4 separate regions of the Sus scrofa genome follow, and regions 1, 3 and 4 are each linked to region 2. The links are chromatin contacts, called in public Hi-C and promoter capture Hi-C maps. All regions are on one chromosome and are shown on one strand. Each heading gives the region's core, a stretch centred on a gene start, on an enhancer-like site or on the middle of the called end of the contact. The rest is flanking DNA. Distances are from core to core; before and after follow the strand shown. Region 1 overlaps LOC100521447 (serine/threonine-protein kinase Sgk3). Region 2 holds the start of COPS5 (COP9 signalosome subunit 5). Region 3 holds the start of MYBL1 (myb-related protein A). Region 4 holds the start of VCPIP1 (deubiquitinating protein VCIP135).

Region 1 (7,475 bases), core at 3,398-5,897, 300 kb after region 2:
AAAATGCATTTAATACGCCCTATCAGACGACAGAGCTTAGCGGAGCCTCCCCTAAATGTACTCAGAGCACTTACATTAGCCTACAGTTGGGCAAAATGCTCTAACACAAACCATTTTCTTTTTTGGCTGCCCCTGAGGCATGCAGAAGTTCCTGGGCCAGGGGAACCTGTGCCACAGCAGTGACCTGAGCCACAGAAGTACCAATGTGCCAATGCAGGATCCTTAACCAGCTAGGGCACCAGGAAACTCCCACAAAGTCTTCTTTTTTTTTTTTTTTTTTGTCTTTTTGCTATTTCTTGAGCCAATCCAGCGGCATATGGAGGTTCCCAGGCCAGGGGTCGAATCAGAGCTGCAGCCACCGGCCTATGCCACAGCCACAGCAATGCAGGATCCGAGCTGCATCTGCAACCTACACCACAGCTCACGACAACGCCGGATCCTCAACCCACTGAGCAAGGACAGGGACCAAACCCGCAACCTCATGGTTCCTAGTCGGATTCATTAACCACTGCGCCATGACGGGAACTCCCACAAAGCCTATTTTATAATGAAGTGTTCGATATCTCATGCAATTCATCAAATACTGTACTGAAGGTGAAAGAGGAATGGTCGTCTGGGTCCGGAATAATTGGAAGTGTGTCCATTGTTTACCCTCCTGATTGCATGGCCGACTGGGAGCTGCTTGCTGCCACTGTCCAGCATACAAGAGGGTATCCGAGCGTATCCAATAGTACATCCCTAGCTTGGGAACAGAGGAAAATTCAAAAATTTGAAGTTCGGTTTCTACTGAATTCATATTGCTTTCACACCATCATGAAGTCCAAAAATCTTAGGGCGAACCATTGTAAGTCAGAGATAGACTGTATTTGTTTTACCTAAAAAGAAAGAAATTAAACGTTATGTTTAACATACACACTGACACTGGCATGCTCATACAGTCCTCTGTCAGTCATCGTACGCTCTTTGAGTTATCCTGAGAAGGGTGGGCTTCCTCTTGAAGGAAAACTCTCAATCATCTGCCATCAGCATATTGCAGTTGTAACGTAGGAGGTCATGATGTGATTAATTTTGTAAAAACAAATCCTTTCAGAGAATCTACATAATACTTTGTATTGATATGGGGAGTAAACATGGAAACTTTATTTTCCATCAAGTATTCGAGATGCTTGGGGTTAAAAGTATAGTTCCTGGATACACACAGCCTTGATCTGACCATAGTTCTGCTATCAGCAGCCATGTAACTCTGGGCAAGTTATTTCATATTTCTGTGGTTCAGTTTCTTCATCTATAAAATGGAGATCATCATAGTATCTACTGCACTGGGTTGTACTGAGGGTAAAGTGAGTTTATATATATATATATGTATATATAAATCTGCCATCAAAATAAGCTTTACATAAGCACTAGTTGTTATTATTACTTACAAGCGTAGTTAAAAATCCAGACAAATGATGCATTTTCCTCTGACCAAAAAAACCCAACCAAACAAGAGATCCAAATTTCCCTACTTTTTCTGTGAGTAGAACTTTCAAGGTAAAGTTTTCCCCCTTTAAGTGTACATGTGGGAGTTCCTGTTATGGCGCAGAGGAACCAATCTGACTAGTATCCATAAGGATGCAGGTTCAATCCCTGGCCTCGCTCAGTGGGATAGGGATCTAGTGTTGCCGTGAGCTGTGGTATAGGTTGAAGATTCGGTTGGAATCCCGAGTTGCTGTGGCTGTGGTGTAGGCCAGCAGCTTCAGCTCACATTCGACTCCTAGCCTGGGAACTTCTGCGTGCTGAGGGTATGCCCCTAAAACAAACAAACAAACAAAAACAAACCCATATATTTGTACACATTTTTTGAAAGAAATATTCTGGAGAGAATGTTGTGAAAATGATATTTGAAAGTATGTAATTGTGTTGCAAAAAAAAAAACACCCAGTATGTGTGTCCTCTTAAAACTTATATATATGCACACTTTAAAATTTTGGAAACAATTTTTTTAACTTGTGTAAATATTTTCAAAAAATAGATTTCAGTGGGTCTCAAATTCATCTGTTGAAAAGATAAAATGCAATGCCTTTAAATTTCAGGCAGACCTTGGAGATACTGCGGGTTCTGTTCCAGCCACTATATTAAAGCAAATATTTCAATACAGTGAGTTTGGTTTTCCTGTGCATATAAAATTTATGTTTACACTCTACTATAGTATATTAAATATGCAACATCATTATATCTTTTAAAAAGTATACATACCTTCATTTAAAAGATCCGTTATTGCTAAAAAATACTAACCATCACCTGAACTTTCAATGAGCTATAATCTTTTTGCAACAGGAACATCAAAGATTACAGATCACCATTACAAGAAAAAAAGTTTGAAACATTGCAAACTTTTCAAAATGTGACACAGAGTCACAAAGTAAGCAAATGCTATTGGAAAAATGGTGCCAATAGACATACTCGACACAGGGTTGCAACAGACCGGTTGTAAAAAATGCTGGATCTGCAAAGAGTGACAAATTTAGGCACAATAAAACAAGGTATGCCTATAGTTTGCAAGAATTGTGGATTGATGGCAGGGAAATGGAAATTTACTAGTCAAACTTCAACATAAACCTTTGCAGAACTGGTTGATGAAACAGGAAATGAGCACTTAAATAGATATAGCCAACAATGCCTTTCTTCCATTTAAATCTAAATATCTTTTTGAAATATATTTTTCAGCTATGATAGTTATTAAAACACAGAATGATTAGTCTTGGAACCAGATCTGCGAAGTGCTAAACCAAGATTTTTAAAAAGTAATAATGTGCCAAGCAACAAAACATCAAATGAGGAGTTCCTGTTGTGGCTCAGCAGGTTAAGAACCTACTATCCATGAGGATTTGGGTTTGACCCCTGGCCTGGCCCACTGGGTTGAGGACCTGGAGTTTGCCGCAAGCTGCAACTTAGATCTGGATCTGGCATTGCTATGGCCGTGAAGTAGGCCTGCAGCTGCAGCTCCAATTCAACCCCTGGACAAGGAACTTCCTCATGCTGCAGGTGTGGCCTTAAAAAGAAAAAGAAAAGAATTTACTGCTTTTTGTTCTCTTCCTTCCTTATCCAATAGGCTATTCCTGTGACTAAACTGCACAGTATCACCTGCTTCTCAACTCCTTCCCCTCCTCCAGACCTGGCCTTTACATAGGTAATGATTGGGATTTGAATTTGAAACTGGTCCCTTGTTTTTGTTTTATGATGCACCATGTATAGAAGTTCCTGAGCCAAGGATGGAATCTGAGCTGCAGCTATGACCTAGGATCATTTAATCCACTGGGTGGGGGTGAATTGAGCCTGAGCCTCCACAACGACCTGAGCCACTGAGTTGGATTCTTAACCCACAGTGCCACAGCAGGAACTCCTGAAACTGGCCATTTGAACACCCACTTAGTTTTTATGTAGTTTAAATAAGCCATTCATGACTTATTTTTCTCTTCTAGATATGTGTTAGGTGCTTTTAATGCAATCTTATATAAATATTACTAATTTAGGGGATCCCATTGTGGTACAGCAGAAATGAATCTGACTAGGAACCATGAGGTTTCGGGTTTGATCCCTGGCCTCACTCAGTGGGTTAAGGATCCAGGGTTGCCGTGAGCTGTGGTGTAAGTCACAGACTCTGCTTGAATTCCTTGTTGCTGCGGCCGTGGCGTAGGCCGCCGGCTGAAGCTCCGATTCCACCCCTATCCTGGGAGCCTCCATATGCCACAGGTGTGGCCCTAAAAAGCAAAAAAAAAAAAAAAAAAAATTACTAATTCAACAAACACTTCCTCTGCAAAGCAGTGTGTTAAGACAGAGGGATGATTCAAGATACAAAGATGTACTGTACTTTCAGGGGGGGTTTATATCCTTGATATAACATGAGAAAAATGAGAAAAATACTTCAATTTTTTTCTTCTGCAATGTGGACTGCCTTCACTATTGAATGTATTTCCCAGTATACTGCATTTTAAATTATCTTACCACTTTTGCCTTGTGTAGTTTCTTCAAGCCTAGTACCATCTGTTTGAAAGTTTCACAGGCATGTTATTTGGCTTCAGCTATGCCTTTCAAATTTCATCTCCTTACTTGTAATTTTAACCCATGATTGGGATACGTTTTTTTTTTTTGTTTGTTTGTTTTGTTTTGTTTTACTTTGCATTTTAGGGCCGCACTCACAGCACATGGAGGTTCCCAGGCTAGGGGTCCAATCGGAGCTACAGCTGCCGGCCTACACCATAGCCACAGCAACACAGGATCCGTGCCTTGTCTGTGACCTACACCACAGCTCATGACAAGGCCAGATCCTTAACCTGATGAGCAAAGCCAGGGATCCAACCAGAAACCTCATGGTTCCTAGTCAGATTTGTTTCCATTGAGCCACAAGGAGAACTCCTGGGACACGGTATTTTTAATTGCTACTTATTTGCACTGGAGAACAATCACATGAAAAAGAGGTAGAGGAAAATACTTCTGGAATCTAAGATCACAGAAATTAAAATTGCCTGTATCCTTAAAATGGAATCCTGTACCATTTCCCTAAATAGCAAAAGAATGTGGTGATTTGAGGTATTCAAGGCAAGAAACTGGATCACATGACTTCCTGGGGTCTTGTTTACTTTTAAACTCTGCAAATAAGCAAAGTCCAAAGATCACAGCCTTTGGAAGAACTTATACCCATTTGGCTTTTTAAAAAGCAAGCAGTATTAACAGTTCAGAAACTTTGGGCATGAAAAGTCAAAATTAGTTATGAAAGTCTATGATAATATAAAATTCAATTTAGAAAACTGTAAGCAGCACATAAAGGCAATAAAGAGACAATATCTTTGAGCTTTTTTTTTTTTTTGTCTTTTCTAGGGCCGCACCCACGGCACATGGAAGTTCCCAGGCTAGGGGTCGAAGCTGAGCTGTAGCTGCCTGCCTACGCTGGAGCCATAGCAGCTTGGGATCCGAGCCGAGTCTGTGACTTACACCACAGCTCACGGCAACCCGGGATCCTTACCCTCTGAGCAAGGCCAGGGATCAAACCCGCAACCTCATGGTTCCTAGTTGGATTTGTTAACCACTAAACAATGATGGGAACTCCTGAACTTTTTTTTTTTTTTTTTTTTTTTAATTTTTTGGCCATGCCCACAGCATATGGAAGTTCCCAGGCCAGGGATCAAACCCACACCATGGCAGCAACCCAAGCTGCCACAGTGACAATGCCAGATCCTTAACCCACTGCACCACAAGGGAACTCCCAATACAGTGTAGTTTTAAGGACATGGCTTTAAAGGAAAATGACCTTGGGTTTGAATCTCACTCTTGCTTTCCAGCTCTGAACCCAGGACATTGACTAGCTCCCCAGCCTCAATTTTTTTCATTTGGAAAAGTACTTCCTACTTCATAAAGTTGTTGTGAGGATTAAGAGAAATAATCAGATAATAAGAACACAATATATGGTAAAATTAAAATTTGTATGTATATAGTTGACCCTTGAACAACACGGGGGAATGGTTATTAGAGGCACTGGCTCCTTTCCCCTGATCCCAGCTGAAAATCCGTGGCTAACTTTATTTTTTGTCTTTTTAGGGCTGCACTCTTGGCATATGGGTGTTCCCAGGCTAGGGGTCGAATTGGAGCTGTAGCCTGCCAGCCTCCACCACAGCCAGAGCAAGGTGGGACCTGAGCTGCATCTGCGACCTATACCACAACTCATGGCAATGCGGTATCCTTAACCTGCTGACCAAGGCCAGGGATCAAATCCACGTCCCCATAGTTGCTAGTCGGGTTTGTTAACCACTGAGCCACAACAGGCACTCCAGTTAGTGACTAATTTAAGTCAGCCCTTGTACCCACAGTTCTATATCCATGGATTCAACCAACTGCAAATGATGTAGTACTATAGTATGTACTTATTGAAAAAAAATCTGCACATAAGTGGACCTGCACAGTTTAAACTCATGTTGTTCAAAGGTCAACTATAATATATATAAATTGGATACATATAACACATACCCATTTGGATAGGCAGAAAGATCCCCCAACTTTCCCCCAAAAGGCATATCCTGGTTCCAAGAACCTCTGAATATATTATATTACATGGCAACAAATTAAGGTTACAGAAGGAATTAAGGTTACTAATCAGTTGACCTTAAGATAGGAAGAATGTTCTGGATTTTCTGAGTAGCTCCAATGTAATCCAAGAGTCCTTAAAGTGGAAAAGGGAGGCAGTAGAAGAGTCAGTGAGAGAGGTGTGACTAAGGAAGAATGGTCAGAGAGGTGCAACACTGCTGGCTTTAAAGGTGGAGAAAGGGCTAAGAGCCAGGCAATGTGCATGGCCATTGGAAGCTGGAAAAAGCAAGGAAATCTCACTTCTAGAGCCTCCAAAAAAGAAAGCAGCCCAGCTGACACCATGATTTTGGCCCAGTAACATCAATGTCAGACTTCTAACCTATAGAACTATAAGATAATACACTTTTTTCTTTCTTTCTTTTTCATTTTAGGGCATCGCCTGCAGCATTTGGAAGCTTCCAGGCTAGGGTTTGAATTGGAGTTACAGCTACAGGCCTATGCCATAGCAACACAGGATCCAAGCCATGTCTACTACCTACACCACAGCTCATGGCAACACCAGATCCTTAACCCACTGAGTGAGGCCAGGGATCAAACCCCCATCCTCATGGATACTAGTTGGGTTTGTTACCACTGAGCCACAATGGGAACTCCCCACTTCTCTCATTTTAAGTCTCAGAATTTGTGGTCATTTGTTACAGCAGCAGATAGAAAACAAATTAGGTACTTAGATATATCAAGGAGCCCTACAAAAGTTGGAGGTAAATGTGACCATACAGAGAATTATCCTTTCCCCCCCAGTTTTATAAACCATACTAAGTCACAAACATTTTCATTTTTCTTTATGTAACTAACTGCAAGTCTGATTTACCATAAGATTATCCTCCAAGCAATAGCAGTGCTGTTGGCTAAGAGTTTAACCCATTATGGTTCCTTGATGATAGCTGACAATGACAGGAATCCAAGTTTATTTAAGTACTCCCTAGTTTCTTAGAGCATTGTAAAAATTAGTTACAAGTTGACAATGACATTGAAGTGGTCCTGTCATCTCCTTGAGAGGTGAGGACAGAGGTTGTCAGTGGGGGCAGGCCATACTCACTGAGGGTTTCCTGCTTCTTCTTGGTCCTATCAGAAGCACATTATGTACACATCCCCATTTTACAGATAAGAAATGGAAGTTCAAAGAGGTCAACCAGTAGGAAAGTGACAGAGCTAGGTTCAGTTGAAGCCCACAATCTCTCTAGAGCACCACAGAGCCTCCAATGTCAACAGGTAGTACTGGGTGAAAGGCATCAAGGACCAGGTGTATAAGTTTACAAACTCAGATGCCTAAAGCACCTGGGAGGCACCACAGGTGCGGAGGGTCAGAGGTGAAAGTGAGATGATGAATGGCAGCTGACAGCCAGTCTTGGTGA
Region 2 (7,527 bases), core at 4,550-7,049:
TTTCATAGCCATTTTTCTCCTTCTCACCCCTGAAAGTGTGTGACAACTTATGTAAAACATAGTTCAACTAATAAAATATTTAAGAATTACTTAATGAATCACAGAGACTCAATTAATGGATACAGACTAAGTACAAAATAGAGTAAGAATGTTTACAAAAAATGTCTGGAGTTCCCACCATGGTACAATGGGTTATGAATCAGACTGCAAGGGCTCTGGTCGCTGCAGAGGTATGGGTACAATCACTGACCCATTGCAGTGGGTTAAAGGAGCAAACGTTGCTGCAGCTGCAGCATGGGTAGCAGCTGCAGATAGATTCCATCCCTAGCCCAGGAAAATCTATATGCCCAGGGTGTGGCCATGAGAAAGATCAGCTTAAACAAATTCAAATGGGATTCTTTACTCTTCCTTGACTCTACAATGTAACATCATTTGCCAAGATAGATACTTTTCCTAAGATATTACTACCAGGTTTTTTCCCCCAGAAGCTGTGTACATAGTGTGTAGATGACAAACAGTTTTAGAAAATCAGTTTAACTGAAAGACATGGATTTGAAACCAATTCCAACACTAATTGACTCTGTGATGGACCTCAATATGTTCCTGAATCTCTCTATCCCTCAGTTTCCTCATCTGTAAGATGGAAATATCTACTCCAGAGTTGCTATGAAGAAAAAAATGAAGTGATATATACAAACGTACATAGAAAACGCATGGCACATCTAACACTTAGAATAGAATCAAAAATGATGGCTGTTTTATTCATTCTAATTTTATTTTCACAGTCTTTGTATACATAAGTACTCACTTTTTAAAAAGCCTCCGGAGTTCCCGTCGTGGCGCAGTGGTTAACGAATCCGACTAGGAACCATGAGGTTGCGGGTTCGGTCCCTGCCCTTGCTCAGTGGGTTAACGATCCGGCGTTGCCGTGAGCTGTGGTGTAGGTTGCAGACTCGGCTCGGATCCAGCGTTGCTGTGGCTCTGGCGTAGGCCGGTGGCTACAGCTCCAATTCGACCCCTAGCCTGGGAACCTCCATATGCCGCGGGAGCGGCCCAAGAAATAGCAACAACAACAACGACAAAAGACCAAAAAAAAAAAAAAAAAAAAAAAAAAAGCCTCCAATTACCAATAATTGATATTTGGTTATCATAATTCAAACGCACATCTTTAAATCTTAAACTTAGGCCCTTCATACTGACCATATAGACTGAAACTAAGTAAACCAAAACATACTCATTCTGCAAAGCCGAAGGGAATCTAAAAATAGAGAGGATCCAGAAAGAACTGTGTATGCCCAATTCTTTCTCCCACTCTCATCAACCACAACAAAGAGAAGGGAAAATGTTTCTCCCATCCTTTTCCCTCTCCAGTAAAGTGCAAATTTCCAACCCCTATGCAAGCACAGGGAATAGAAAATAACTCCCTTTCCAAAGGAAGTCACTGTTCCAGGTGCTAGAGGGATGCAAAGTATGAAATATTATCCTTGCCAGAAGTTCCCGTCGTGGATCAGTGGTAATGAGCCTGACTAATATCCATGAGGACTCGGGTTCAACCCCTGGCTTTGTTCAGTGGGTTAAGGATCCAGCGTTGCCATGAGCTGTGGCATAGGCCAGCGGCTATAGCTCTGACTGAAACCCTAGTCTGGGAACTTCCATATGCTGTGGGTATGGCCCTAAAAAAGACAACAACAACAACAACAACAACAACAAAAAAAAGAAATATGATCCTTGCCATCAAATTTGGACAAGATTATGCCCCTTGTCACAGTGGGCTCACAGTCTAGCCAGAGTGGGGGATATGAACTGCTGTGAGGTACCAACCCATAAAGGATCCAGTAGCAGTGTCAATAAAATAATATGAATGTGTCTGGAACTCAGAGTAGAGTCCAGGCTGGAGAAACCAAGGCTTAGCCGTTTTTATAATGATTTTTAAAGCTATAGGAGAAGAGGCTGTCAGGAAAAAAAGAGACCCTAGCAAAGGAAAACAGGACTGAGGACAGAATAGCAAGGAGTGATTACATATGGATTTGGGGTGCAGGGGAGAGCCTGTGAAAAAGCCTTAGAAGAAAGTGAGGGATGAGCCAAACCAGGACAATGTTTTTCATTTCCCATCCATCTGGAGATGTTTCCACCAAATGAAAGATACTCAATATTTTTCTCCTGGCAGATGACATCCACATGAGCAACTTCCAAGGGCACATCCAAACTTTGACAAATCCCTCTAAATGTGGCTAAAAAGTAAATACCCTATTACTGGGAGGAGAAAGGAGGTTGAGAGTTAAGATAGAGATAGGGCATGAATATATAAAGGCACGACTAAATTTGTTAGCAGCTGTTGATAATACATAATTAACAATGACTAAGGACAGTAAATTAGGTAACCTTTTGGTTACCTAAAACTGCCAAAACATTTACTCAAACACCTTTGTCTCCTACTCAGGAAACCAATCAGAACTTAAGACAAAATCATGTTAAAGGATAATGAAGTTTGTATGAGCTAAATCACATGTGTCTAAAAACTTCGAGAAAGCATCCTGTTTCAATCCTCTATCTATAACCACCTGCTCCCTTCCAGAAGGTCATTTGTACTGCAGGAAACCCAAAATTTCATCCCTAGGAAGCATTTCATCATATACTTAACCCGCAGAAAGTCACTGCACTCCTAGTAAGAAGAAATATGCAGGGGAAAAAAAGCAGCATCTTACTAGTTATCATAGGGTTCCTGTTTTTTTGTCAACATGAAAAGCCATTCCTTCACATAAAGTTGAACCCTCTGACGTAGTCGGCTTTTTAGAACTCATACTGGTTTCTATTAGGCTCTTGCACTTCCCTAGGTGTTTGGAAACTAGATGATGATTTACTTTAGAAATTAGTCTTCCCGGAAATCCAAGCTAAAAAATTGAGTCCTACTGCTAACATTTACTGAAAATGGGATTCAAATCCCAAATAACAATCCTAAAGTCAAGGCAACTACAAAAAGGTTACAGTTCAAGGAGCCAAGAGGAAACAGGATAATAATAGCACCGACCTCACAGGACTGTGCGTAATCTTATAAATTTTACTCGCAAAGCAAAGCACTGAGAGCATTGGGCTTACAAGCATTCGGTAAACGTTAACCATTAACCAGCAACAAGTACAAGAAAAGATGCTCTGGAAGGTTTAGCCGAGCAGCAAGAGCAGCGATGGGGACGGAAGGCACGAGAGCGGAGGCACAGCAGGTCGCTGCGCACCGTGGGTGGCGGCCTCTTTAGGAAGCGTCAACCCGTTGTCAGGCAACCGGGTCTCAACAGCACCGGAGGCGGCGGCTGTAGTAGCGGCCCTGGAGTCCAGACCCCGTAACCAAGGCACCGCCCCTGGGCCGGCCTGGCAACAGCTAGACCCTCACCTCCGGGAAACCAGGCACCGCCCCCTAACCAGGCTGCCGCGAGACCCCGACCCGGCCCCCCGCCCTGTAGCCGCAAAACTGCAGCGCCGTAACTCGGGCACCGCCCCTAGCCCGGCGGCCGCGAGACCTCAGTCGCCAGAGAACCCCTGTCCCCAAGCCCGGTAACCGCGGCACCGACACCAAGCTGGCCGCCGCGAGACCTCCGCCCCAGGGAGCCCCTGCCCTCGCCCCGGGGCCTCGAACCCAGCCCCGGGACGCCCCCCACTCCGGCCACACCCTGCCCGGCCCGCTCCCACCCCCGGCCGACGCTCGCTTACTCAGGAAAGCAGGCGCTCGTCCGGGAAGTCGCACAGCGCTCCGGTGAAGCTCTTCACGCTGCGAAGCAGTGGCGGCGGTCGCCCAGCGCGGGAACAGGGGCACAGGCCGCCCGGCCCGGGCTCCGCCTCTCGGGCCGAACCCTCCGCCCGCCTTTTGCCAACGGCCAAACGCGGCCCCGCCCCCACTATGGCCGCGGGGCAAGGCCACGCGGTGGGGGCGCCCCCTGTCGCCCCGGAGGCCGCATACACGCCCGGCAATTCGCAGGGCTCGCCTGCACCTGGAGGGGTACTCAGCCACCTGGTTCCCCCGCTCCGCCTGAGTACTATTAAACTGTAGGAGCCCCTTCCCAAAGCGAAATTGATTCTGTCTCCTCCAGTCGGCCTAAGGGTCAAAGCCTAGGGGTGGGGTGGGGGAGTGGATAAGGTTGGTAGTGAGAGAAAACTTGTTGGCACACCTTTCCAGGGCATTATCGTTCTCCCAGGAATGTGGTCAACGTTTTGTCCTAGGCTTCTATTATTAATTTCAACATATGCAGTACACCCCAAAACTTAGTGGCCATATGCTACCACTAGAAAAGAGATATCTAGATTCCCGGGACAGTGGAACTAAGTGACCTTTATCTTGTTAGTTTGTACGAGGGCTTGAAAGATAAATTTTCTTCAAATGGAATTTAATGTCAAAACCACAGGCGGAGTTGTGGATTCCATAATACTAATGTTGTCTTAACTAAATGTCACACAGCTTTCTAGGAGTGGAGGATACAGCTCAGAACCAAGTGCCCTGCACTCTGAAACTGAGAGTGAAAAGAAAAACTTCCAGGTAAACAAATACATTATTTCCTTGCACTGTAACAGTTATGCAAGCACCTACAGGCATTTAGAGACACGGCAGAAGGATTACTGGAGAGAGAAAAGTTAAGAAGGATTGCGTGGCAGAGAGCTCTGAGCTGTGTTTTTAAATGTAAGTTTAAACTCCCAGTCCGAAAAGTCAGGGGAGAGCTTTTCAGGCAATGCTAGCCACCTTATGCAAAGTTTCAGGGTAACTAAAGAAAGATGAAACTGGAGAGGTGAATTGTGATGCCCCCCCTCCCCTTTTCCCCCAGGGGGAAAAAAATTGAACATCTATGGTAGACATTGAGGATACAACAAGGAGCACACCTGGTCCCTGTGTTTTGGAACTTAGAATCTAATGCGGGGGGGGGGGGAGAATAACTAAAACAAGCAAATAATGAAATAATTAAATACCGTTTGAACTCTTGGATGACAACCAATACTCCCCCTAGATTAATTCAGTCTCGGAGCAGAGTTAGTTCCACAGAGCAATGCAGAAGATTAAACTGTAAACTATTATAGCAACTGGGTACTGGACATTTTCGGGACATTAATAGCGCCTAGAGATGTTAATTTTTACAAACACACCAAGGCATGACCGTAGCCATCCACGAGTTTCCACAGCTTCATATGATCGCTAGAGAACGCCCAAGAGAAGCTTAGTGCCCAACCACGAGCCCATAGGATTTTACACATGTGCGGTGATTCATCTGAAAGTAAACTAGGATGTCATGTATTCTCTCAAAGCCAGCATTCAGAACTATTTATCTCAATTTTTCCAGACATCCTTTTTTTTTTTTAAGTCTTTCAACAAACTTACTGCATTTAAAGTACCTGCACCTACATAAAAACAATTCTTTCTCCCATCCCCGTTTAAGGATCTATTTTTAATATGGCGGAGGCCGAGCCTGCGCAGTACGAACAAGGAAGGTCAATTCGTTTTCTGGCATAACGTTACATGCCCTTCTTCCGGTGCGGAAGGCTATACCATTCCTTACATAAACGCTGTTTTTGTCTTAATTCACACATATAATTTTCCAAGATAATATGTCTTCATTTAATCCACAAGGAGATTCCTCTGTCTCTAACTATTGTGTAACTGCTGTTTACACCGTCGCGTTCCGGAAGGACCCCCGCCATCCTCGAATGGTCGGTACCAACTTCACCTCCGGTTCTAGGTGTCATGGCTGCCTCGAGAGTCTAGTACCAGTTTGCACCTGCGGTGGGGTGGGTCTGAAGCCCACACCCGGAAACCTAGCGAGGTTGAAGTTGCGTCTTGGTTGTAGGGGCAACAACTTCTCCGAATCCTCTGCGATGGCGGCTTCTGGGAGTGGTATGGCCCAGAAAACGTGGGAATTAGCCAACAACATGCAGGAAGCCCAGAGTATCGATGAAATCTACAAATACGACAAAAAACAGCAGCAAGAAATCCTGGCGGCGAAACCCTGGACTAAGGAGTGAGGAGGTCCCTGGCGAAATGCTGGGGAGGGAAGGGTGGCGGGAGTTTAAGAGACCCAGTAGGGGTGGGAGCTGAAGCGGGGACTGGGCTTGTCTTTTCTTGTGCAGGGAAGAGGAAGAGTAAGCGTCTGAGAATTTTTGCTTTGCCTTTTTATCCGCGCAAGTTGAGCGTAAGTCCCTCCTTTGGGGCTCGCTTGACTCCCCTTTCTGTCTCTTTAACCCGTTTGCCTCGGGAGAATGGAAAAGGAAAACGGCAAGCGGTGATTTGGGCTTTTACTCCTCAACACCCATACCGTCACGTATGCTACACACTCTGCCTTGAATCCTGTGTCGGTATACACTTTGTTGGGACTTGCAGCAGATCTTAGACTGGAGACTGTAGCTGTCTTCAGAAATTGAGCCAGCCCAACGGTCTTTAATTAAAAGCCATCGTTTAGATCTGTAATTGTTTTTCGATTGCTGGTAATTATTTTAGAAACACCGCGAGGTTCTACTTAGTCTCCCAAAATGTTAGCAAGTTCACATAAGCTACAAATTAAATCAATAGAGTTCTTTGCCATTTAGCAAAACAGCTGTGTCCCTGAGAGTGATGACAGATCGAGGATTCTTTCCCACAGCATTTATCCTTTCCTGAGAGCAGATATTGTTAGAGATAGAGTTAAAAGAGCACCGTCTCTAACAGAGAGATAGATGGGAAAGCGGTGGTCAACAACAAAAACCATGCTTCATCTGTCCCACAAGGCAAGCTTTAATTGTCATTATTCAGATTCAGCAATGTTTATTGAGTACTTACTAAGGACTGAGCACTGAGTTGGTTTGCCTCACCTGCTCTTTCTATAGCAGGCTGTGCATTTTAGGTTGATAGAGCCTATTAAATATTTGGAAACTATTAGCCTCGCTGTGTGATTGTATCTCTAGTTATATACAACCTAGCTGTCTTGAGCCACATCAGTGAGACCAAAATGTAATTTTATTCAACAGTAGTTTAGTCACAACCACAGATGAAAAACTTAAACAGTGATCATAGCAGAACTAAAGATAAGGCTACATTTTCCATTTTGAGGCTGATACCACAGAAAGAAGCCACAGCCCTCAACAGACTTCTTTGAGAGTTCTGTAAAAGATAGGTTGATAATGCTAACAACAGCTAGCATTTAAAAAGTTTTAGTATGTGTCAGGCACTAGGCTAAGTACCTTATATACATTATTTCATTTACTTCATTTCCTCCTAGCAACAGCCCTGTGAAATATCCCTATTTATAGATAAGGAAACAGGCACAGAATTAAGTGAATGTCTCAAGGTCACAGCTAGGACATGGTAGTGCAAGGATGCAAAGGTAGGCAGATGGATGTCAGAGCCCACATTTTTTTGGAGGGGGCACACCCATGGCATACGGAAGTTCCTGGGCTAGGGGTGGAATCAGAGCTACAGCTGCCATTCTACACCATAGCCTCAGCAACACCAGATCTGAGCCACATCTTCGATCACACCTACTGTGGTGATCATTCCACAGTATATGTAGTACATCATGGCAA
Region 3 (6,573 bases), core at 3,133-5,632, 380 kb after region 2:
GTGCCACAGGATTGGCGCGTCTTGGGAGCATTGGGATGCAGGTTCAATCCCCGGCCTGGCATAGTGGGTTAAGGATCCAGTGTTGCCTCAGCTGCAGTCTAGGTGGCAACTACGGCTCAGATCTTATCCCTAGCTTGGGAACTCCATATACCGTGGGGAGGGCAAAAAATAAAAACAAAAGATCGGGAGTTCCCGTCGTGGCGCAGTGGTTAACGAATCCGACTAGGAACAATGAGGTTGCGGGTTCGGTCCCTGCCCTTGCTCAGTGGGTTAACGATCCGGCGTTGCCGTGAGCTGTGGTGTAGGTTGCAGACGCGGCTCGGATCCCGCGTTGCTGTGGCCCTGGCGTAGGCCGGTGGCTACAGCTCCGATTGGACCCCTAGCCTGGGAACCTCCATATGCCGCGGGAGCGGCCCAAGAAATAGCAACAACAACAACAACAAAAAGACAAAAGACAAAAAAAAAAAAAAAAAAAAAAAAAAGATCAAAAACAAACCCACAAAAAACTATAGTCTATTGCATACTATATTAAACCAGAGTAATTTTTTCAAACTAACATTAAAAAACCTTGGGAGTATTTGGCCTTTGTGGGACGAGAAGAAGCAGATGGTATAGCCATGTGAAGAAAGAGCGCAGTATACCCTCTGCTCATTTATTTAATAGTAATGAGGCAATTTATTTAAAGATTTGGAATAAGAAAGTAAATTAGTTCATAATTTAAAAGTTTTTTTTTTTTTTGTCTTTTTAGGGCCACACCTGTGGCTCATGGAGGTTCCCAGGCTAGGAGTTGAATCAGAGCTATAGCTGCCAGCCTATGCCGCAGCCACAGCCACAGCAATACCAGATCTGAGCCAAGTCTGCAATCTACACCGCAGCTCACCAAAACGCAGGATCCTTAACCCACTGATCGAGGACAGGGATCGAACCTGCATCCTCATGGATCCTAGTAGGGTTTGTTAACCACTGAGCCATGACAGGAACTCCTAAAAATTCATTTTTATAATTAAAATATGAATATATTTGTTACATAATAGATAGAAAACTTTACATGAGTTTTAAAAAATAAGACAGTTTTCAAAAAAACTTCCAGCATTTGTCCTCAACCCCAGTCTCCCTTCGTTATTCAGTCCCATATATTTCTGAGGAAAGACTTGAGAAGAATTCTTTTTTTTTTTTTTTTTTTTTTTTGTCCTTTCTAGGGCTGCACCCGTGGCATATGGAGGTTCCCAAGCTAGGGGTCCAATCAGAGTTGTAGCCACCAGCCTATACCACAGCCACAGTAATGCCAGATCCAAGTTGCGTCTGCGACCTACACCACAGCTCACGGTAACACGGGATCCTTAACCCACTGAGTGAGGCCAGGGATCAAACTGAAACCTCAGCAGATTCCCTAACCGCTGAGCCACGACAGCAACTCCAAGACTTGGGAAGCATTAACAGACTATTCAAATCTAACGCTTGGGGTCTGAGGGGTAAATGCGTGACCAATGTTCCTTGTGTTTTCAGCTTTTGGTGATTACAAATAAAGCCACTATAAACATCTGTTTTCCAAAGTGGCTGTTTCATTTGCATTCCTACTAGCAATGTAACAAAGTTATATTTGCTCAGCATCTTCATCTTCACTAACACGTGTATAGTCTCCTTCCCCATTCTAATAACTGTGTACTAGTAGCACCTTGTTGTGGTTTTACTTTGCATTTCTCTAGTGATTAATGATGTGAAACATCTTTTCATGCTACTTATTTGCCATTTGTATTTTTTTTTTTTTTTGAAAAAGTGTCTGCACTAATCTGGTGTCTTTTTTTTTTTTTTTTAAAGGGCCGCACCCGTGGCATATGAAGGGTCCCAGGCTAGGGGTGAAATCAGAGCTATAGCCACCGGCCTACACCACAGCTATAGCAATACCAGATCCAAGCTGCATCTGTGACCTACACCATAGCTCATGGCAACCCCAGATCCTTAACCCACTGAACAAGGTCAGGGATCAAACCCTTATCCTCATGAATACTAGTGGCTTCTTAACCCGCTGAGCCACAGAGGGAATTCCTGTCCTTTACTTTTTTTGCTTCTTTTTTTCTCATTATTGAGTTTTTTTTTTTTTTGGTGTGTGTGTGTGTCTTATATTTCTTTTTTTTTTTTTTTACTCAAATGAATTTATCACATCTGTAGTTGTATAATGATCATAACAATCTAATTTCACAGGATTTCCATCCCACAGCCCAGGCACATCCCCCCACCCCCCAAAATGTCTCCTCCAGAGACCATAAGTTTTTCAATGTCTGTGAGTCAGCATCTGTTCTGCAAAGAAGTTGTCTGTCCTTTTCTCAGATTCCACATGTCAGTGAAAGCATTTGATGTTGGTGTCTCATTGTATGGCTGACTTCACTTAGCTTGATAGTTTCTAGGTCCATCCACGTTGCTAAAAATGCTGGTATTTTATATTTCTTTTTAATATTGCATTGTGTATATGTACCACATCTTCTGGATCCACTCCTCTGTTGATGGACAGTTAGGTTGTTTCCATGTCTTGGCTATTGTAAATAGTGCTGCAATGAACATTGGCGTACATGTGTCTTTGCGAGTCGTGGTTTTCTCTGGATAGATGCCCAGGAGTGGGATTGCTGGATCAAATGGTAGTTCTATGTTTAGTTTTCTGAGGAATCTCCATACTGCTTTCCACAGTGGTTGCACCCATTTACAATCTCACCAAACTCATTATTAAGTTTTGAGAATTCTTTATATACTCTGAATAAAAATTCTTTATTAAACATTTTGATTTAACCGCCCCCCCCCAGTGTCAGGTTATATTTGAGTATGTGTACTGAAATAACTGTGAGCCACTTTAATTCCACATTTTGTCTTTTTATAACTAGTTTAAATGAATTTGTAATGTTATCTTTCTGAGGAGTTATGTTTACCTTTAAAGTGAGGGGAATTTAGTTTGCTGTCAAAATCTAAAATACCTGTCTTCAAGCTCTAAAAAGGTATTCTGTATAAAACTGACTGTAGCCTAAATATAGCAGAAAGACGGTTTCCTTTTAGGATGTAAATAAGCAGAGTATTAAGACCTAGGAGTATATAAGAAAACTATTTTCAAACGACATTACTTTCTAAATTAGGGTTTTTTTTTTTTAAATGAATTAGCAACACAATAAAGAATGATTTGAAAGAAAAGCTGTTTTACCGTCCCAGAAACCTAACTTGAGAAAAAGGAAGTATTAAAAGGCAGGTGTTTTAAGTTTTGAAAGTAGTACATGCAAGCGCCTCTTAATTCACATTTGCACCTGCATCTTTGATTTGCAAAAATTGATGCGTAAAATTTCAAAATAGCAAAATGTAAGTTTTGTTACATTAACATGTGGTTTTGTGCTCTATGCAGTAGAGCATGTTACCTTGCAAATTTGGATCCTTTAGCATTTCTAATCATTACTGTAATTAATCTACTTTAATAAGAGTTAAACTGAGCAGTTCGTACTTGTAACTGCTAGAAGCTCCTCCCCAGCAGTTCCTTACTCCTCCCCTCTCTCCTGCGAAGGAAGATAACCTTCTCCTGTTGACTACCGCGCTCGGTTATCTGCGCGTAATTCCCAGTCCATTCCTGTCTTCCCGCATTCTTCTCCGGGATCACGGCTCCTTCACTGCGCACCGCAGTTATTTCCTGCAGAACCGGGTAGTGGATTAAGCTCTTTGAAGACCAGCCGCAGACCCTGTTTTTTTCCCTTTTCCATTCCAAGCACGTGTCTACCTGAAAACTTTTTCCACCTGTCACACTCTTGCTCGGTCTTGATGTTCAGTTTCCTGCTACAGAATCTTGACTACCAAGTTTGGGCCAAAAGAGCTCTCATTTTTGCTTAAACAATAACGGCCGCGCAAATTTTATAGTTAGATTTGTCTCAAATCCGAAGACCGCGCCTCCTAACAGGAGGGATGCACCCCAGGAGTGAGCAGCTGTGGCCGAGAGAAGGGTGCGGGGACAATCCCTGACAGGACAGCTCAACCCCCAGGGACAACAGTGCCGCATCCCGTTAAATTTGGGCTCAGGCCGCGTTTCCGGCCAGATAGCCTCTCCGCGAGCCTGGAACTTGCTTTCCCAGTAGGCCCCGCGCGGCCTTCGGCGCCCCGCCCCCTCGCGGTGCGGCGCTGGGCGCGCTCCGGGTCCTGTCATAGCTAGACCCGCGAGCCCCGCCTGCGGCCCCACCCCCTCGCTCCCAGCTCCTTCCCCCGCTCCCGCGAGTTCCAGTCCCGGCTTCCAGCTCCCCAGCCCCGCCCTCAGTCGCGCGCGCTCTCCCGGCCCCGCCCTCGTTCCCCCGCGTGCCGCCGCCACAGCCAATGAGGTTCCGGGCCGCGTGCGCAGATTCAAACGGCGGCTCTTGAGGGAGGCTGGGCGCGAGATTCGGCGGTGCGGACAAAACCCTGCAGGAGGCTGCGAGCCCTGCAGAGCGGCTCGCTGCGGGGAGAGGGCGGGGGTCGGCTCCCGCGGCGGAGCCGCGCTGGGACCGCGGCAAGGAGGTTGAGAGGCAGGGGGAGCGGCCAGCGGAGGGCAGGAGCGCGCCTGCTGACATGTTGGGGGTATCCCTGACCGGGCCAGGCCGGGGCTAGGAGCGGCGCTGCGGGCCGGGGGCGGGTCTCGGTCCGCCCCTCCGTCCTGCTCTGCCGGGAACTTGAGTTCCGCACTCGGTCGCCTCGGAGCGTGAGCGAGTGAAGCGGCGGGAGGGTTGGGGAGAAGGAGCATTCGCCTGAGGCTGGAGGAGGCTGAACTGCGTCCCCGCCCAGCCTGCGCCTATGCGGTACTTGAAGGATGGCGAAGAGGTCGCGCAGGTGGGTGACATCCCCTTCTCCAGGCCTGTCGGCACAGTCTCGGCTCAGATCATCCTGCCTTTCCCGCCGCTTCCCCACCAGGCCCTGCCTAGCCCGGGCCGAGGTTATCCTGCCCGCTGCTCCACAGCCGCTTCGGCACGCTGGCCGGAGCGCAGCTGTGACGTGTGGAGAGTCGGGGACCGGTGTGTTTAAGACTCACGAAGTGAGCAACAGATGCCCGGGTTGCTTCCTTGAGTCCCTTCTCCCCCCCCAGCGCACGTCCGGACCCACAATCTCTCGCGGCAAGTTCTTGGTGGGAGTTTCTTGGCAGGTAAGTCTGTGTGCTTTCAGGGAGTCCGCTCCTCTGGTGAGGCTGGGGTACTGACCTGGCCGGACGACCTCAAAGTGGCATTCAGAGGGCCTCTTTTTCTCTGAATTACTGGACCTGTTAAAAATAGGAACTCTTGTGTTAAATATAGGTGGGGACCCCTCGGCCATCTCTGCCACCTTGAAAGGTATGGAAATCCTCTGAGGAATCATGAGTAGAGAGGCTCTTTTTGATGTTTTCTGTAATTACCATCCTCATGGTTTTAGTGTTATGTGTATATATATATATATATATATGTATTTAATATCCTCTACTGGGAGATGTCACACTGTTACCGCCAGTAGCTTGATCTTAAAATAAAACAATGTGTTTGATTCACTTAATATTTTGTGTGTCTACGGAAGTGTTGCACAGAGACAGGACATGGCTTTTGTTGGAAACTTGCTAGATTGAACTTATGCATGTCATCTTTGTTAATATGTCACTACAGTAGCTACTCCTAAATTGTGTGTAGTAATCACTTAGATGACAAAAAACTAGGGCCCTTTTTGTCAGGATTATTAAATAAACATGAAGAGAAGTTTGACAGGATTTCCAAATGGTTTTTATTTACCTAGATCCATAGCCTCAAAGTCTTAACTGGAAGTGTATTTCCTAAATTGAATTTTAATGCTAGATTTATTCATTGCAGATCTCCATTAAAAATTGGCAATAATTGCACATAATATTTGTGGCTTTATTCATTTGTTAAGCATCTATATGCAAGGCATTTTGGCAGAAATCAGCACAGAATATAATCAAGTCCTTGTTAGATTATTATTTTGTAGCAGCTAGGGAATAGATCAGACTCTTGAGGTGCCACAGGTGTACCCACACCCGCATGCACCTCTAGAAGAGGGTTCTCAACCTAGGCATTGTTGATACTTTGGATTAGATAATTCTTTGTATTGGGGAGGGGGGCTATCCTGTGGTTTGTATATCTAGCAGCACCTCTGGTCTTTATCCGATTCATACAATTCTTTGTATTGGGGAGGGGGGCTGTCTTGTGGTTTGTAGAATGTCTAGCAGCACCTCTGGCCTCTCTCCGATACGTGCCAGTAACACCCCACTTCCCCCAAGTGTGACAATTGAAAATATCTCCAGACGTTACCAAATAACTGTTGGTTGGGCAAAATCACCCAGGTGAGAATCACTGCTCTATAACGTCAAGACCCAATTAACTTCTCAGTCTTCAGAAAAGATAGTAAAAAGCTCCTGTATCTGTAATTACTGAGGTACCAGTTTAGGCCTTTATAAAAGCTTTTTTTTAAAAAAAAATTAAACCTTTATTAAGCCCAGTGAAAAGTGAATATGTCAACTCAATAACAGAAGTTTGTTTATATTCAGTGTGTGACATTATCTACTTACCAGTGTTGATTTTAATCTTATTTGAAGGAGTTTTTTGGCTA
Region 4 (6,469 bases), core at 968-3,467, 330 kb after region 2:
ATAAATTTTCCTGCATGAAATTATCCCCTTCAAAATAAGTAACATTACCTATCTTGTACGAAGGTAATATTATTTTTGCATGGGCCAGGTAGAATTGTGCAAGAAAATAATATTTGAAGGATTTCTCTTTGAAAAATGTCAGCTCTTTAGAAGAAAATCATAGACAATAATTAGGTGAAAGTCAGTACTAACATCCTTTAGGAGTGTTATTTTACAGATGGTTAATTTTGAAGGATCAAATTCTATTTACTCAAAAACCTAATAAGGAGTTCCCATCGTGGCGCAGTGGTTAATGAATCCAACTAGGAACCATGGGGTTGCGGGTTCGATCCCTGCCCTTGCTTAGTGGGTTAACAATCCAGCGTTGCCATGAGCTGTGGTGTAGGTCGCAGATGCGGCTCAGATCCAGCGTTGCTGTGGCTCTGGTGTAGGCTGGCAGCTACAGCTCCGATTAGACCCCTAGCCTGGGAACCTCCATATGCCGCGGGAGCGGCCAAAAGAAATGGCAAAAAGACAAAAAAAAAAAAAAAAAACCTAATAAGATAAACTGTTCCCTTGGCAACTACAAAATTTGAGTGGCCTCAGGGACTGCACTGATGTATCTATTTTGTGCCAAATGTTTCAGAAATTTTGAGGCAGTTCACTTATCTAAAGTCTCAGAAAGCAAGAATTTTCAGAATGATAACTGAAGGGGCTGGCTGTACAATATTAAGATAATACTAGCTTTCAATTAACATATGAATGTGTTTTGCATGAAGAGGCAGTTACCCAGCACACAAGTAATAAAACAGGTCTGTGGCCCCCCTCAAGGTAAACATTCCTACAGCCCCATTAAACGGAAACCCTGAGACCTAACTAAAGGTCTGAGCTTAAGAACTCTTTTTTTTCTCTTGCAGGAATAAATGTAAAAAGCCCTTGCTGGCTCTGAGATAGCCTGCTGATTTGACTTTGGACAAGCCATTTAACTCCTTTTGGTCTGTTTCCAGACCCAATATCTTTTGGTAAAGGTATTACAGGTGTGAGGATGAAATAATATATGTGAATGTAAACTATAAATAGTATCCATAAGTTAGTTACTATTTTATATAGTACTGTCCTAAGCTTTCCTATGTCCTGGTCTGTAAAATGGGAACAGATCTAGGTCTGAATGCCTGTGAACTTGAGCAAGTCATTTCCTTTCTGGACGTGTTTCCTAACAAGGTTATTATTATATTATGAAGATCAAATGATATCGTGTATGTAAATGCTGTGACAGGCATATATCAAGAACACAATAAATGATAGCTGTTATGACTCTGCGAGTAGGACTGGAAGACACAAACAATATCTATAGTTATTGTACATATGTATATTATTGTATGTATATTATACATACATATATGTATATTTAAATATGTACATATAAAATATGTATATTGGTAAAGGGCTTAGGTATATTTAAACTCTATACACATCCAAGGTATTGTTATCTGTACTGCAAACTGCAAAGACGTACACGGAACGAGGAAACAAATGGCGCCTCAGTGACCCTCTTTCCCAGAGAGTAGAAAAAAGGCAGACAACGGGGCTGAAGAGCCTCAGTGGCTTGTAACAGAGATAGGAATGAGAAGAGAGGAGTGTAACAACAAAAAAAAACCTGGAGAAACACTCCGAGAATTAATACACCATTCCCACCCTTTTCCTCTCGTGACCTCCAGCCTAGACTAGACCATTTCATTTAACTTCCCAGCCCGCCATGTCGCTGGACATTTATTTACTGTACCTTCTTCACTGAGTGGCTTTCATTCCCCTCCCCTTCTAGGAGTCTTGAACTTCAGACCCTCGGCTTCCGAGACCCATTCCCTTTAACTCTGTTTTTAACCAAGTTTCCCTGTATCCTCCCCTCCGTCTAAGGGGGAAGTGAGGCTGGTCGCACCGCAGGGCATCCTGGGAAATGTGGTCTCTCATACTCATTTTGCTTGGGCCCCAAAGTGAGGAAGACGACAAAAGAGATACAGTAAAAACTACAACTCCCGGCAGGCAACGTGAGTGACAGTCTTCCTTTCTGTCCCCGTTCCGATAGCCTTCCTCTTCCTCCTCTCCGCGGGCGCTGAAACGCTTACCCTCACGGTATTTGTAGTTCTTCGCGGCCCTAAGATCCTACCTCTTGAGGGCTAGGAGAAGGCTGAAAAACTCTAATTCCCAGAGGGTAGAGCGGCAGCTGCGCCTGCGCAGTCTCAGCGAGGGCGTGTATGTCTGTGTGTCTGAGGGAGAGAGAGCGAGAGTGAGTGAGTGTGAGTGCGGGGTAGGGTGGTGGCCGTTACGTTCGGGGCAACGGCTACGGCAGTGGAGAAGTAAAAAGAGAAACAACGTCCAGCGCTTCCGCCTTCGCTTAGGAGGAGGAGGAGGAGCTGGTAGGGAAAGGAAAGTGATTCGCCCTGGGCCTGGACTAGACCGAGTCGGGCCGGCGGGGGTCTGGGCTATGAGCCTTTGAGGGTCGCTTGGGTCGCGGAGCGAGACTCGAGAACCGAGAGCGATGTCTCAGCCGCCGCCGCCGCCTCCGCTGCCGCCGCCGCCTCCTCCCCCAGAGGCTCCGCAGACTCCGCCGTCCCTGGCGGCGGCGGCGGCGGCTGCTCCGGGGGGGCTCTCGAAGCGGAGAGACCGGAGAATCCTCTCCGGGAGCTGCCCGGATCCGAAGTGCCAGGCGCGCCTGTTCTTCCCGGCCTCTGGTTCTGTCAGCATCGAGTGTACCGAGTGCGGACAGCGGCACGAGCAGCAACAGCTGCTGGGGGTGGAGGAGGTGACTGACCCGGACGTAGTGCTACACAACCTGCTGCGGAACGCGCTCCTCGGGGTGACAGGGGCACCCAAGAAGAACACGGAACTGGTAAAGGTGATGGGCCTTTCCAACTACCACTGCAAATTGTTGTCGCCCATATTAGCTCGCTACGGAATGGACAAGCAGACAGGCCGGGCTAAACTGCTCCGGGATATGAACCAGGGCGAACTGTTCGATTGCGCTTTACTGGGTGACCGCGCCTTCCTCATCGAACCGGAGCATGTGAATACGGTGGGATATGGCAAGGACCGCTCCGGAAGCCTCTTGTATTTGCATGACACTCTTGAGGACATCAAGCGGGCCAATAAAAGTCAGGAATGCCTCATTCCAGTGCATGTGGATGGGGATGGACACTGCCTGGTGCATGCTGTGTCCCGGGCTCTGGTAGGCCGGGAGCTCTTCTGGCATGCCTTGCGAGAGAATCTTAAACAGCACTTCCAGCAGCACCTGGCCCGATATCAAGCCCTGTTCCACGACTTCATTGATGCCGCTGAGTGGGAGGACATTATCAATGAGTGTGACCCTCTGTTTGTACCACCTGAGGGTGTTCCCTTGGGCCTGAGGAACATCCACATATTTGGTCTTGCCAATGTGTTACATCGCCCTATTATTCTGTTAGATTCTCTCAGTGGCATGAGAAGCTCTGGGGATTATTCTGCCACCTTTCTGCCAGGGCTCATCCCCGCAGAGAAGTGCACTGGGAGAGATGGTCATTTGAACAAACCAATCTGTATTGCATGGAGTAGCTCTGGTAGAAACCATTATATCCCCTTGGTAGGCATAAAAGGGGCTGCTTTGCCTAAACTGCCTATGAATTTGCTTCCTAAAGCATGGGGTGTACCTCAGGACCTTATTAAGAAGTACATCAAACTTGAGGAGGATGGTGGTTGTGTTATTGGAGGAGACAGAAGTTTGCAAGATAAATACTTACTTAGGCTTGTTGCTGCTATGGAAGAAGTCTTTATGGACAAACACGGTATCCATCCTAGTTTGGTGGCTGACGTCCACCAGTATTTCTACAGGAGGACGGGGGTGATAGGAGTTCAGCCTGAAGAAGTCACAGCAGCTGCTAAAAAAGCAGTAATGGATAATCGCCTTCACAAATGTTTGCTCTGTGGTGCCCTTTCTGAACTTCATGTTCCTCCAGAGTGGTTGGCTCCAGGAGGGAAACTGTATAACCTGGCAAAAAGTACTCATGGACAGCTGAGGCCTGACAAAAATTATAGCTTTCCCTTGAACAATTTGGTTTGCTCATATGATTCAGTGAAAGATGTTCTGGTACCAGACTATGGATTGAGTAATCTAACAGCCTGTAATTGGTGCCATGGCACATCTGTGCGAAGGGTCAGAGGAGATGGGTCTATTGTGTATTTAGATGGGGACAGAACTAATTCTAGGTCCACTGGTGGCAAGTGTGGTTGTGGATTCAAACATTTTTGGGATGGTAAAGAGTATGACAATCTACCAGAAGCCTTTCCTATTACTTTGGAATGGGGTGGAAGAGTGGTCAGAGAAACAGTATATTGGTTCCAGTATGAAAGTGATGCGTCTTTGAACAGTAATGTTTATGATGTTGCGATGAAACTTGTTACCAAGCACTTTCCAGGTGAATTTGGGAGTGAAATCCTGGTTCAGAAAGTTGTCCACACTATATTGCATCAGACTGCCAAAAAGAATCCTGATGATTATACTCCTGTAAATATAGATGGTGCTCATGCCCAAAGAGTTGGAGATGTCCAAGGACAAGAGTCGGAGTCTCAGCTCCCAACTAAAATTATTCTCACTGGACAGAAAACGAAAACTTTGCACAAGGAGGAATTAAACATGAGTAAAACTGAAAGAACTATTCAACAGAATATTACGGAACAGGCTTCTGTAATGCAGAAACGGAAAACAGAGAAGTTAAAACAAGAACAAAAAGGGCAGCCCAGGACTGTTTCTCCCAGTACCGTTCGGGATGGTCCATCCTCTGCACCTGCCACCCCCACCAAGGCTCCCTATTCACCAACAACTTCGAAGGAGAAGAAGATCCGAATAACAACTAATGATGGACGACAGTCCATGGTTACACTTAAATCTTCAACCACCTTTTTTGAACTTCAGGAAAGCATAGCCAGAGAATTCAACATTCCTCCGTATTTACAGTGTATTCGCTATGGCTTTCCTCCTAAAGAGTTAATGCCACCCCAGGCAGGAATGGAAAAGGAGCCAGTTCCTTTACAGCATGGTGACAGAATTACAATAGAGATTCTAAAAAGTAAAGCTGAAGGGGGTCAGTCTGCTGCAGCACACTCGGCCCATGCTGTGAAGACAGAAGAGAGTGCTGTAACTGGCAAACTGTCATCTAAGGAACTACAGGAGCAAGCTGACAAAGAAATGTACTCCTTGTGTCTTTTAGCAACGTTAATGGGTAAGATCAATTTAACTCAGATGGTATTTCTTAATTAAGTTGTGAATGTAGTAGACTGAGTTTTTCTGTTGTCTTTGTGAAGAAAAAAAAATCTGGTCATTGTTAAAACTATCTGATAATATATTTTAGAAGAAAATTATTTCATTTTTTGACAGTGGGTGGATGTTAGTGTGATTCTCTACTGAGTAAATGTTAGGAAAACATGACTAAGAAAGTGAAAGTAGTCCCTGAACTGTCACCAGATTATTTAAATATAACGTATCCTTGTAATTTTTTTTTAATAGGCTTGTAATATGTTGTCCATTTAAAGCCTTTTTTATTTTCATCCCCACCCCCACCCCCGGCTCTCTTGAGCCTGCCCACCTTGCCCTTTTTCATTTATTTTTAAATTTCATTTTCTTGCTTGTCATGTGATTTCAGGACTTCCTGTTTGATGAATTGCAGTTTCTGGTTTTATATGCTCACCGCACTCCCACCCAATAGTCTCTCTCCTCCATTTCCTGTTCTCTCTCTCCCAGTTCATCACATTTTTTCTGATTTGTATGTTAGGATTTGTGTTAAAGTAGTTTTGCTCAGTGATTTTTGTCATCAGTTTCAATGAACTACTCATGGGAAACATAAGAAACAGACGTAGATGTTAATGGGATTGCTTAAGAAGCATTTCTTTTGAATAATTCAGCACAAATTAAAGGAATATATATTATAAACCAAATATATAATTTAAAGCTTTAGGTGATTTGGGAAATGATCCAGTGGTGTACTTTTTATTTTATTTGCATAATCTTTGTTTTTAAATTAGTGTTAATGTCTTTATTAAGGCTTAAGGTAGAAGTTAAACTGAAATATGTTATATATTAGAGGGGCCTTATTTTTGCTGAGGTTAGAGCTTGCGACTAGAGAAGTGACCTGGGTTTTGATTGTCTTCTAAGAGTACTAAACATCAGTGAATTGGGCCTTGACCTAGCAAAATGAAGATTTATTTATTTCTGGTTTGTTAAGTTTGGGGGCCAAATAGTGAATAAGGGATCTAAAAGCCCTATACAAATTTATAACTTAATATTGCTTTATTTTGGCAGACATAGTCATTGAAATGGGGAAATGTGTCAAGAAATGTTCTAGGATACTTATATTTTTCTATTTCTTAGAGTTTTTAGTTTCTTTAAGGCAGTGTGGAATAGAGGAAAAAGTGGTGATTTTTGGAGACACAAAGGTCTAAAATTTGAATCCTGACTCCATACATA

Evidence for each region. Promoter capture Hi-C pulls out the DNA fragments that hold promoters and counts their contacts. Hi-C and Micro-C count contacts between places; a contact is called where the count stands out from the background.
Region 1: a Hi-C map of liver shows a contact between it and region 2, with 7 times the contacts expected there. The contact joins the enhancer-like site here to the promoter of COPS5 in region 2. A contact is called at or near these places in 1 of 5 promoter capture datasets (liver) and 7 of 47 Hi-C or Micro-C datasets (embryonic fibroblasts, fetal heart ventricle, fibroblasts and 3 more).
Region 3: a contact with region 2 is called in a promoter capture Hi-C map of liver, with 5 times the contacts expected there. The contact joins the promoter of MYBL1 here to the promoter of COPS5 in region 2. A contact is called at or near these places in 2 of 5 promoter capture datasets (fetal liver and liver), 3 of 47 Hi-C or Micro-C datasets (embryonic fibroblasts, fetal heart ventricle and liver) and 2 of 2 datasets of contacts at active chromatin or transcription factors (alveolar macrophages and skeletal muscle).
Region 4: a Hi-C map of liver shows a contact between it and region 2, with 10 times the contacts expected there. The contact joins the promoter of VCPIP1 here to the promoter of COPS5 in region 2. A contact is called at or near these places in 2 of 5 promoter capture datasets (fetal liver and liver), 8 of 47 Hi-C or Micro-C datasets (embryonic fibroblasts, epiblast stem cells, heart right ventricle and 2 more) and 2 of 2 datasets of contacts at active chromatin or transcription factors (alveolar macrophages and skeletal muscle).

Annotation. Positions count from the first base shown.
Region 1 is chr4:68,037,179-68,044,653 of Sscrofa11.1, forward strand. The region is part of intron 1 of LOC100521447 (serine/threonine-protein kinase Sgk3); the gene reads right to left. It overlaps LOC106510061 (a long non-coding RNA gene), which reads left to right. Exons shown (of 4, transcript XR_002343276.1): 3 at 3,095-3,172. Among named protein-coding and RNA genes, the nearest start is that of VCPIP1, 32 kb to the right of the region's middle. Within about 2 kb of position 4,648, at least 5 of the 83 cell types and tissues checked have an H3K27ac peak or open chromatin away from gene starts, as enhancers often do. A contact at or near this core is called in liver, where this site is marked.
Region 2 is chr4:67,735,017-67,742,543 of Sscrofa11.1, forward strand. COPS5 (COP9 signalosome subunit 5) reads left to right here and starts at 5,800. Exons shown (of 8, transcript NM_001105300.1): 1 at 5,800-5,990. The coding sequence starts at 5,848. The region is part of intron 3 of CSPP1 (centrosome and spindle pole-associated protein 1); the gene reads right to left.
Region 3 is chr4:68,115,696-68,122,268 of Sscrofa11.1, forward strand. MYBL1 (myb-related protein A) reads left to right here and starts at 4,383. Exons shown (of 16, transcript XM_021089286.1): 1 at 4,383-4,818. The coding sequence starts at 4,799. It overlaps LOC106510063 (a long non-coding RNA gene), which reads right to left and starts at 4,086. Exons shown (of 2, transcript XR_001308193.2): 1 at 3,746-4,086; 2 at 3,342-3,658.
Region 4 is chr4:68,071,186-68,077,654 of Sscrofa11.1, forward strand. It overlaps VCPIP1 (deubiquitinating protein VCIP135), which reads left to right and starts at 2,218. Exons shown (of 3, transcript XM_003355045.4): 1 at 2,218-5,228. The coding sequence starts at 2,516. It overlaps LOC100521447 (serine/threonine-protein kinase Sgk3), which reads right to left and starts at 1,907. Exons shown (of 17, transcript XM_021089284.1): 1 at 1,763-1,907.